Regions from separate parts of the Zea mays genome. Here region 2 is linked to region 1. The links are chromatin contacts, called in public Hi-C maps. All regions are on one chromosome and are shown on one strand. The core of a region is the stretch at or near the end of the contact, and the rest is flanking DNA. Distances in the headings are between cores, read along the strand shown.

The links. Hi-C and Micro-C count contacts between places; a contact is called where the count stands out from the background.
Region 2: a Hi-C map of tassel shows a contact between it and region 1, with 3 times the contacts expected there. The contact joins the promoter of LOC103635767 here to the promoter of LOC100274110 in region 1. A contact is called at or near these places in 3 of 25 Hi-C or Micro-C datasets (leaf, leaf mesophyll and tassel).

Annotation. Positions count from the first base shown.
Region 1 is chr8:119,472,287-119,478,371 of Zm-B73-REFERENCE-NAM-5.0, reverse strand. LOC100274110 reads left to right here and starts at 3,585. Exons shown (of 6, transcript NM_001365813.1): 1 at 3,585-3,695; 2 at 3,958-4,117; 3 at 4,324-4,471; 4 at 4,583-4,660; 5 at 5,216-5,297; 6 at 5,383-5,631. The coding sequence starts at 3,693. The coding sequence ends at 5,442. LOC103635765 (ras-related protein RABE1c) reads left to right here. Exons shown (of 9, transcript XM_008658144.4): 9 at 1-375.
Region 2 is chr8:119,859,102-119,865,186 of Zm-B73-REFERENCE-NAM-5.0, reverse strand. LOC103635767 (SAC3 family protein A) reads left to right here and starts at 2,500. Exons shown (of 13, transcript XM_008658145.3): 1 at 2,500-3,230; 2 at 3,758-4,579. The coding sequence starts at 3,177.

The sequences.
Region 1 (6,085 bases), core at 2,336-4,835:
TTGACACTATTTATTTCCTGCTTGGCTTTTATAGGAAGAATTTGAGGAAGCCACTTATGATATACTGATGATGTGGTTGTACTCTTGTTTGCTTCCACTCTTCGAAGCAAGCACCTCTTGCTGTTGACGTAGCTATTGCACTCTGGACATCCGTTGGAACAACCTCTCTCCTCCCTACAGTCTACAGTGTGTGATGGACGAATTCCATGCCGTTGGGTTTGCATTATCGATCAATGCATGGATTAACGTATCGCCCTTGTGTGGATTGTTGTGTTTTTTTTCTCTCATGTTGCTGTTCCTTTAGATTGAATTTGTTGGGAAGGAAAATATATTTTCCTTTTCTTATGTATATCAGGTGCATTTTTATCTTTTGTACCTGGAATGTATGTATCCACGGAAAGCGTGAATCTTCAATTTAGAAAAGAAGAAAACTTATCTGGAAATATAAGACCAGTGCATGCGGTATTGTTTGAATAAAAAATATAATAAAACTTATACATTTGTATATCTCTACTAAAAGTGTCATATTTATTTTATTTGTGTACCGTTCATAGTATCAGTTTACCTAAAAACACTTCTACAATGTAGACTGTACTATTTGAAAAGTGGAGTTTGAATATAAGTATAGGAATTGGTAAACTATTGGAGATAGTCTAAGGGCCTGTTTGTTTTGTTGGAATTGAATTCTATTTTAATAATTATAATTTAGACAAAACTAATTAAGTTTATATATTTATATATGTAATATATTTGTATATTATTCTAAATCATATGAGAGAGATAGTTATATAGTATATTTATGTTATAGAGGCGCAAGTAGAAGAGTATGCTATAAGTTGTACATCGGAAAATTAACATGTAAATCTATAAAATCAATTTCCATCTCTCACTCCATGAATTTGAGATAAGCTTATATGATAACTTTGGAAAGTGGTGGAATGCCATATTCTAAAAAAAATAGCCTATTTCATTAGTAAGATTCCAATTCTTCGAAATGAAAGAAAACAAACGGGGCCTAATAGAAATTGGTAAACTGCTGGAGATAGTCTAATGCATAGTTGCTGTAATAGTATACTTGCAAATCTCAAAGATTTCCGTACGCCATGCACCACGTTGCCGAGAACAGCGCCAGGCTCAAGTCCAAACAGATTCCGCTGGCAGAGCGGAGTCGGCTGCGGCAGTCCGGTGCCGACGCATGTGCCCACCCAGCGCCCCGGGCAGTCGCCGCCCGCGAACTCGAGCCCGCAGTTGGGGCAGCAATGTGCCCCTCGGCTAGGGATTAGAATATCTGACCTGCCGTGTGGATATGGGTGAAGACTTTTAACTCATCCGGCCAATGTTTCGTTCACGGTGACTTACACTTAATCTGAAATTCCGTTCTCTTTATTTTTTGCAAAAATAATTAAAAATACAATAATAATTATTTTGAATGGGTAACTTGGCTAATGATTTATAAAATGTTTTGTTGCTACTCAATCTAAAATCTAAAAAGACTTAAAATCCGTAAATATAACTCAATTATTATTGATACTTAATTGCTTATAGATAAATTATTGTTTAAAAGTACACAATGAGTAAAAAATCAACGGGTGACCCGAAACTCAAAGGGTTCAGGTGCAGGGTTCGAATCACACCCGGGTGCGATCGTAATAGAGTTTAGGTAGACTTCACGGGTGTGATCGCGGAGGGTTTTTGCTTCACCCGACCCGTTACCATCTCTAGTAACCAAACACACTCTTAAGCTATCTCCAACAGCTTATCCATCTCATAACCATATCAAACTCCACTTTACAAACACTGTAATATATAATACAAAATAATGTTTTGAGTGACTAGATATGTGAACTGCTCTGGACACAGTCTTACGACTCAACCTTATTGATTAATATAAACTCCTCACAGCCACTGTTTTTTTGCGCAATAAAAGAGGTGCAACTGTGCAAAAGATGAATGGATGTTTGTCTCTCTGAGAGCGTGCGTGATGATAAGCGAGACCTAGAAGCTTCGAGTGGCTAAGCCCCTGCTTAGAACATCTAGAGCTATAGGTGTGCATTTGGGCCGGATCTAATGGGCCGGCCCGAAACATGAAAAAAAAGCACGGCCCAGACACGGTACAGTCCAAAATATTTTAGTGTCGGACCGGCACGATATATCGGGCCGGGTTTGGGCTGAGGTCGCGGCTTATGGGCGGGCACGATGGCCCGTTTAAGGCAGGCACGAAATGACCCATATAGAGACATGAAAAAGCTCATATATTTGTTAAAATCATACTTCATTTCATACTTTCATGTACTTGATAAAGAACATAAAGCTAGAGATAATGTTAGTTAGATTTTTTTGTACCTTTAAATTAGAGTATGTAATGTAATTTTATTTTTGTTATGAACATTAGATAATGAATTGAACTTACGAACTTTATATAGAGCTGATTATACTTTTTTTCTTTCTAACAAAATGATTTATAAACGAGGTAGTCATTGTATAGCTTTGGTAACTTAATACAAATATTAGTTTGCTTTTGGTCAAATTTATTTGTCTTATCTTTTATTGTTTTATTAAATTTGTTTTGAATTTCGGGCTCTGATGTGAATTTCGGGCTAAAAACTGAATTTCGGACCAAAAAATGAATTTAGGGCCCTAATGTGAATTTTGGGCCGCCCGAAATGAGCCCGACACGTTTAAGCAATTACGGGCCGGGTCGTGGGCCAAGGGATAAGCCCATGGGCCGGCCCGACACGGCCCGAAATTCAAACGAGCCGGACCGGCCCGAAATTCAAACAATACGGGCCTTTTCGGGCTTGGACCGGGCCGGGCCGGACGGCACGAATGTACACCTATATCTAGAGCTAATAGTTAACTGTAAAATTACATACAGAGATTCTAACACTCCCAACTAATTGTTAGCTAACGTATGACTAATAATTAATTCATTACCTGATTCAACATAGCTAACAATTTGTTAGCTGGTTAAGGCTAACTAATACCTCTAGAAGTTCCAAACATGGCCAAAGGTTATTCTTAATAGATAGTTTTATCGCACTATTACAAGGATGTCATATCAACATTTGTTTAGAAAACATCATATCTAAAGTTTCATTCCCATGAAACTCTATCGTCTTTCATAAAACTCTCTCATATATCTCTTCATTAAATTGCATGTCATGTCATTATGTTTGCTTATATGAGATGTCCATTATTTAATGAGAATGAAATTCACCTAATAATGACCTAAAATACTTTGTCATTTCAAACTAATGAGCCGAAGGTGGTGAAACTGGTAGATTAGCAATAAGACAAAATTATGCTTATTTAGAAGAGCAGGAATTTAAATCCAAATAAACCAAAGTACCTCAGTTATTTATTGGTACATATATGGGTCCAATGGTCGAAGCAGGGTTGATCAAATCGAGGCATGGAACCGTCGAAATAAGGCCGAAACTGCACGTCGGCCTAGCATGGCAGACACCAGGAGAGACACTATGGGCGAGAAATGCAAGCCCAACGTAGAATGGGCTTCCAGTTGCCACCGTGGCACCGCAGGCTTCCCTTCCGTTTCGTCATCCTCCGGTCGACCGGTCCTCCCCAAAACGTCCGCACGCCGTTTTCCCCATCTCGCGCAGCGCTACTGCCGGCTGTCCCGAGTCCCGACCACCGTCCTCCGCTCCCGGACGTGAATCCTTCCTCCTACCGCGATGGTAGGTGGTCTCATCTCCCGCCCTCGTCCTCCTCCGTTCCTTCGCACTCTACCGCGCACGGGCGGCGCTGCCGGTCTCTTGATCTGCCCCGACCCATCGCTCCGGGATCCAGCCTTTTGTGGCGGGCCACGTCGTTCTCCTCTCGCCCGTGTCCCCCAGATTCGGCTCTCCTTTTTTTTTTTCTCTTTGCCGCAAGCGCTATGGGATCTGCGAATGGTGGTGGCCTCGGTTTGTTAAAGGGTCGAGCGTTTGTTTGATGCAGGAGACCTTCCCGTCGGTGAAGAACATCCTCCTACTGGACTCCGAGGGGAAGCGCGTCGCCGTGAAGTACTACAGCGATGGCTGGCCTACTCTCTCCGCGAAGCTGGCCTTCGAGAAGTCGGTCTTCGCCAAAACCCAGAAAGCGAATGCTGGAACGGATGGTAATTTACATCTGATTTCTCTTAATACGGAAGAATTGTTTTCGACTGATGGTGAGCGTTGTTGTGCTCCCTTGAGGTAGTCCGGAGTACTTGATTAACATTATCATCTCATAATGAACTCATGAGTGTGATGTATTGATGTGCCTGTTTGCGTGTTTTTTCTTTTCTTCAAGTATTTCATATGTTTATTTGTTTCTCTTTAACAGCAGAGATTGTAATGTTTGATGGTCAAATTGTGGTATACAAGTTCATCCAAGACCTGCACTTTTTTGTTACTGGAGGAGAAGAGGAGAATGAGCTTATTTTAGCATCAGTTCTTCAGGGATTCTCTGATGCTGTCGAACGACTTCTCAAGTTATCTTCCCTCTATTGAAGTTTATCTTTTCAACCATTGTTTGTTCTGTTACATGTTATTGTGTTAATGCTGATTGTATATGAATGTGTTTCCAACCTTGGTGGTTTCAGGAACATGGTTGACAAAAGGACAGCACTCGAGAATTTGGACCTGATCCTATTGTGTCTTGATGAAATTGTTGATGGAGGGTAAAGCCTTTTCTTACTACGTACATGATATTAAGGGCTTCTTTTCTTGTTCTCTTTATTGTGTACATTTATTATCCTTTGATCTGAAATCACCTGACTCATCTGGGCCATGGCAATAGAGCTCTATTAGGGCCTCTATTTGTAATGGTTGTATTCACCGGATTCAAAGGTTTAGTCTGGTGTTCTGCTTCTGTACCTCAAGCCCAAGCATGCCTAACCTTTTAATGGGGTTACACAATTTGATGTGTGAAACAATGGCTTAGTTTGCTAAAGACATCAGCAAAATAAACAGCCCATTCCTTTTTTTTTGAAATGGAACAAAACTGATTATCCACATGAAGAATTGTATCTATTTGATTTTGAGTTTGAGATCTTGAACGACTGCAGGTACCACAACTATGCACTCGCCTCAATGTGTCTTTGATAACCCATTGATGTCTAAACTCTGAAATGTGGAAGTGATAGGATCAAGCATAGAGATGAATAGAATCGCACATTGTAAGCAGCATGTAATTGTTTGGTGCATTAAACATAATTTTCTGAATGATTACACAGGATTGTACTTGAAACAGAAGGAAGAGAGATAGCTGAAAAGGTGTCTGGTCACGGATCGGAGGGTGCTTCATCGGCTGAGCAGGTAGGCTGCAGGCTGTATCTATTTCAAATTTTAACTGAAGAAACTGGTTTCTTTTAACTTACTAGCTATCGTTATTTGCGTGCAGACTTTAGTCAATGCCCTAACGCAAGCAAGAGAGCATCTGGCGAAGTCTCTTCTCATGTGATGTTGTGCTTTATATTTTGGGGGTGACGACGGAGTATCTATTATTGTGTCTGGATGACACTATTCTTTTTGTTAGCAACGGAGAAAGAAAAATGTCTGAAGCATTTGAATGTGTAGAGTGGCACATTGCTTCCAAAATTCTCATGGTCATCTATAAGCCTTCAAAGTTCTGTAGCATGATTGTTCTTATATTGACTGGTTCAGTTATTTGTCGTTACTTGTTTTGTTTAACCTTTTCCCTTTGGAAACGTTAAAATAGCAAGCTTATGGAGATAATTTAGCATGTCCTACCATAACGAATCAGGACTGCACTTTATTGAAGATGGGCTGAAACCAAAACAGTATTGGAATCGCCAAAATTCTAATTTTATGTCCATGTTCTATATTAACGGATGCAAAAGAAAAAAAAAAGAGAACCACGAAGCTTGACATGTCGTCTCGTCATCGCACAATAATATAAGATTATTGTGGTTAACATATGTTTTGCAACAATATATAATATAGTAAGTCACAATAATACAAAAAAATGGTTCAAAAGCTTTTATGTCCTAGTTGATGAAGATCAGCATACGGTTTAAAAGAAATGTCCAAAAATGTTAAGGGTAAATTAGTTTTAGATATCAATGGAGATGTTGGACACTTAA
Region 2 (6,085 bases), core at 1,251-3,750, 390 kb before region 1:
CTGATACTGCATTCGTATGGTACGCAACTTTGCCACCAAACTCTATTAACTCTTGGGAAGAATTAGAGCGGAAATTTCATGAACACTTCTTCTCAGGAGAACATGAATTAGAATTGGCTGACTTAGCTTCAGTCCGACAGGGGCCTGAAGAATCGGTTAATGACTATATCCGGAGGTTCCGGGACACTAGAAACCGATGCTTTCAGATCCATGTCGCAGAAAGACAACTAACAGGGCTAGCTTTCAATGGGTTGCGACCCTACTTAAAAGAAAAATTAGATGACACCCAATTCTTTTCGCTAGTACACTTGCACCAGCGGGCTATGACATGTGAAAGCCAAAGTAAGGAAACATCAAAATCGGCTAGCCATAAGATGTATCTAGTGGGATACGATAATTCGGACGATGAATCCACGGATGTATACACCAGCGAACTGGTTTGGCCAGGACAGGCTAAACCTTCAGCATGTTCTGCTTTACAGTCGATTCAAAAGAATCGACAAGAAGAAGTTAAGTTTACTTTTAATGTTGCCGAATGCGATAAAATATTTGACGAATTACTAAAAAATGACAACATTAAATTAACTCATACTATTCCTCCTCCTGATGAATTAAAAAGGCGTGCTTATTGTAAGTGACATAATTTTTTTCTCATGCCACCAATGATTGTAATGTTTTTCGTCGATAGATACAATCAGCCATAAATGAGGGCCGATTGGCTTTTCAGGAGATGCAAGTAGACACACAACCTTTTCCTGTTAATAAAATAGAACTCACATGCAAAAAGGTCTTGGTTCGGCCCAAAATGGCCGATAAAGGCAAAGGCAAGGGCATTGTCATTGGCGATCCTCGCATGTCAATTGCTCGAAAGGCTTCGGTCGAGGAGGCTAAAAAGTCCGAAGGCGCCGGGGGGCAGGCACAATTAATGAACCAAACACATCAGCCTGGCCCGAGCATCGCAGATGGTCTCGCACCTACGTGCGGACGATCCGGTGCTCAGACAAACGGTCCGGCTAACCCAGCCGGACAATCCACCTATGACCGAAGGCGTCAGCCTCTACACGAAGCAAGGAAAGAGACGCAAGGGCAAAACACATATAGTCGGCTGATCAAAGCCGACTCTACTTTTGATCAGTTGCTCTCCAAAAATGCTAGCAAAAAGACTGTTCCACGTGATCGGTCAACGGAAAAACCCCGGTCACCTGCTAAAACGAAACGGCCGAAAAACGACCCAAAAGGCGACGCGGCAAGCATCGCCTGTTCATCCTATGAGACCAGAGTACTTTTCACCCGTTTATTCATCGTCGGTATATTATCCTACTCAAATGTGGAATGGAACAACGATGAATCCATGGTACATTTATAGTCTCTTTGTCTATCCAGGCTGGGGGGCACCTCCATTCTATTCATTTTGATCCATTGATCAAATGGTCATGGCCAAAAAAGATACAATCCAAAACAGCCTTTATACATTGGTGCTTTATTGAATGATTTCCATATTGAAAAGCTGGTGACTTACATCAGGTTTAGTTCATATGCTTTTGGTTCGTCAACTTTCACCAAAAGGCAGGGGGCATATGTTGGACACCAAAAAAGCCTAGCGGACGGTCCGACCCTGAGGTCGGACGATCCGCGGTCCGGACAGTCCGCGGTGGTGGCGCGGACGGTCCGCGCGTGCGCAGAGTCAGTTAGAGTTCCTAGTTTCTCGCAAGATTTGTTACCTAAAACCGCGGGATTAACTCGGGAAACAGTTTGAAGCGGATCCAGACCTCCCCTTTATATAGATGAAGGGCTACGACCGATTGAACCACCCAACAATCAATCAAATTAAGTCTATTTCTCGTTTTTACCTTATGCATTAGGAGTAGTTCTAGTTTAGCTCTAATTTAGTTCTAGTTTAGTATCCCAATCCCCAAATTCTCTGCTTCTCTTCGACTCTACGTCGATTAGAGGAGTCTAGGTCGGCCTGCCGAGCCTAGACAACCCCTATGATCTCTCCTCCCCGACGGGGTCCCTCCCGGCAGCGAGATCCAGGTGCCGCCGGTGACCTTCACCGCTCCTGCGCACGCGCGGACCATCCGGCCCCAGAGCGCAGACCGTCCGACCCGTCAGGCAGGGAACCCTAGCCCTACGCCAGGTCGCGGACCGTACGGTTCCTGGCCGCGGACCGTCTGCCCCTGTGCAGAGGGCACCGCCGCCGGTTCTTGTTAATGTTTGGCGTCCGAAAAAGGCGTCAACAATAGGACTTTAACAACAAAAACATGCTCCAACAGAGACCCTATTTTACAAAAATTCATCGAACGATTGTAGAACTCGGTCTCTCAGGTCATAAATATAGTACTTCATATACTGGAGCCCTATCCTTATTCCGTACACTATTTCTAACAATTTATTTTTTAAATAACGTGATCTAATTCTTAATAATATGATATAGGGCTCAATTATTAGAGATGTAAACTTTTTATGGCATTAAACATTTTAAATGAGGCACTATTTTAATTTTGATGACTTAAATACAGGACTTCTAGTTGGAGATATGTTCTAATTAAAACGGTCCTACGAAATCACGACCATGTACATCTGATATGTTCCTACCCTTGTTCGCCACCGTATTCGCCGGCTGTCTCCGCCCATCTCGCCTGAGAACTAAGGCGGCCGCCAGTCGCAGCCCTCGGTGGTCGGCACCTCCTCAGCCCGTTTCCCCTAACGCTCACACTCTACGCCGCCGCGTCGTCGGCCTCGCCCTCCCTCTCGACGAACTAAGCCATCCCCGGCCGAGCTTCCGACGCATTCCCGGGCCACTTCCCTCCCTTCCGGCCTTCCTACTCCCTCCACGCACCGCAACTGTGACACTCCGCTCCGACGCGGGCGCCGCAGGCCGTTGACGACACCCGAACCCAACCGGCAACGCGCCCGAAAGGGGCAGGGACTCCTTTTGCTTGTCCTTCGCCCCTCTTCTCGCTTTCTGCGGAGGGAAAAACTTTCCCAGTCAATTAAAAAAAAAATCGACGGACGGCTTTACGCACGCGATTCGCTGCTCGCCCCCAAATTTCTCCTCTGCTTCTGGTTCCTTTGACGCATCTGATCATTTCCCCCTCCTCTACGCGGGTCGAATCGCGAGAGTGTGGCGGCGGCTGTGGTGGTTGACTGGTGCTTAGGGTTGGAGCTCCAGGAGGATGGCGAGCCACGGCATCGGGGCGGCCGCTGGATCTGACGCCCCGCACGCTGAGGTACCGATGTGACTCGAAACATGTTTTTTGTTTTTTTGGTTACTGTAAGTTTAGTTTATGCTTAGGTTCCAGTTAATTTCCACGGATTATGATGGGTGGACTTCTGATGTGGATATGGTCTAATCAGGAGTTGCTAAGCGCTTGATATGTGCTAATTATTTGGCCAGAGAAAAATCTTTTGCCTGGTTGATCATGCAATTTACTGTGCCATATTTTTTAGGAGTGGAGGGGGGTATGTTTATCTTTATGAACTATACTGATTAAATAATTAATTAGGAGTTGTATATGTGCCAATTTTACCTCTCGGATGTGTTATTCTGTCAGTATTTGACTTGACAGTCATGAGGGCCTTACTATGCTTCGGTTACTTGTTTGAAGTTCATGTTGTGTGGAATCTTATGGAAGTCTATCCACATCATCGATTTTTTCGCTGTTCATAATTTGACTACTGTTAAACCTATATGAAATTGCTATTTAAACTAGAAAGTATATATACTACGAGTGACCACTTTATTTTGCAATGGCAGGTCGTCACTATGGGACAGACAAATCCATCTCCTTATCCTCCTGTATCTTCCAGTCATCATTCATGGTCCTCTGCAACTGGGTCAGTTTCATGGAACAATACAGTGGACAAACTTAGCCAAGATACAGTTTATTATGATCCACAAAGGGATGTATCGGTTTCAGGAGGGAATCAAAATGTAGGAAGCAGTGCGCCTCATGTTGCCCAGGCGAGTATGGGGATAACAGACGCAGCTCATTCCCATGTACCTTACTCTAGTTCAGATCAACATGGCTATAACCCTGTAGAATATGCCAATTATTATTATAGCTACCCACAAGCGGCAAATGATTCTTCTGTCCAGCAAGGAGCAAACCAACATCCAGGTGCAGCTTATCAGCCTCTTACTTCATTTCAAAATTCAGGGTCTTACATTGATCCTACAAGTAACACATATTACAATGCTGGGGATCATCAGACTGTGCCAGGATATGGAAGCAGCAGCTACTATTTTCAGAACAACACATGGAATGGTGGAAGCACAGGGAATAATTTTGCTCAATCATACCAGAACTACTCACCATCTGATACAAATGCACAACAGAGCTCTACTTCAGTGCCTGCCAATTCTTTACCGTATCAGCAGCAGTATAACCAGTGGCCGTACTATTACAATCAATCTGTGCCAAGTGCTTCTAGCAATCCAGTTGCTGGGAACAGTACTACAGATAACTTAGCTGTTAACACCCCTTCTAGCTACTCCTATCCTAATAGCCAGCCACCTCCACCAGGAACAACATCATGGAAAAGTAATTCAAGTGCTTCTGTTGCGCCTCCTATGCAGGTATTGTACCTCCTTTTTCACTATAAAATCGCTACATATGCATAGCTTTCTTCATGATATATGGAGCAACAATTTTTCAGAATTTTTGGGTTTCTTGGATCTGCTTGCTGTTTCAATTCTTTTTTCAAAGACTATGCAGGAGATATGTGTTTATTCATGTTTACTATTGTGCTGCTCAACTATTAAGTTACCAAGTTCGATTGAATAAAAACTCACCACATATCGATCATTACAAGTGGTAATCCTTCACAAGTGACAAACGATCGCACCCTTTAATATATAACATTGCTATTCACACCCATTGACTTGTATATTGTGAGTTTAAAATACCTTTTTATGCTAATAATAATAAGTGTAAAAAACAAACAATCATATGAGAAAGATCTGTAAAAACAAAATGTGATTAAAATGGATGGCAGAGTCATAACTGTATGCACTGCTTGTTCAACACGTCACTGATGCAATTTGGTATAAATTTCCATAATTTCAGTGCAGCCACCATATTTGACACAAGATTCATGAACGAACACGTACCCTTTATGACACTATAAGATAGGAAGTTAGCATTGTAAGGTGTTTCTTGTTAAGATGTCAAGGTTTGTGGTCTGCTGGTCGATCCTGGGCCCTATGTGCCATCAGGTTATCTACAGCTTTGTTTTTTTTGTTACGCTTTAAATGGTAAAAAATCATCTGTAATTTCGTTGCTTTTATAATTCAGGTTTGCTTGTTATGGAAAAATAGCACTTCTTAGAGCATCTCCAAGAGACTAGCTAAAGATTGTCAAGCTAAATTTTAGCTACTTAATAGCATAATAGCTCTCTAACAGACTAGCCATTTAACTTGATAAGCTATCTGACTCTCTAAATTAACTCCATCACTAGCCAAATTTGGCTAGTAACTCTCGCTAGCCAAGCTAACTTGCACGTTGGAGAGTCTGCTGGAATGAGATGTTATATATAGAGTTTAATATTTATGGAGAGACACATAAAGAGTAAAAAATAAAGAGTCTCTTGGAGATGCTCTTATTGTTTGGTAATAATTTTTTTTCACTATTTTGTTTGCATCCAATGGCCAGAATCAGTTTTTTCTCATGTTAGTTGTCTAGTAAGAGCTAAAATATATTTTTTCACTATTTTAGTAATGAATGGTGTGAGAGCAAATTGAAGAACACCGAAGTAGGAAATGCTTGTGTTGTTTGTCACTTTGTTGCATTTTGGCAAGCAGACGAAGTAATTCCTATTGTTGATAAGAGGTGGGACAGTGAGATGGATACCAATAACCAATCTGTATAGAACAACTTTGTTTTGGAATCCAAACACAATCTTTGAAACTAGAGAGAACAATAGAAGACTTGCTACAAGAATATATTCAATATTTAATGATATATTGTAGGAGATGGAGATGGATGAAATATACTAAACAAGGTGTTTTTTAGTGTTCCAGCATGTTTTTAGTCTTACCATATATAGAAAGTTATAAAAATTTAATCACCAACTTATGTTTGAC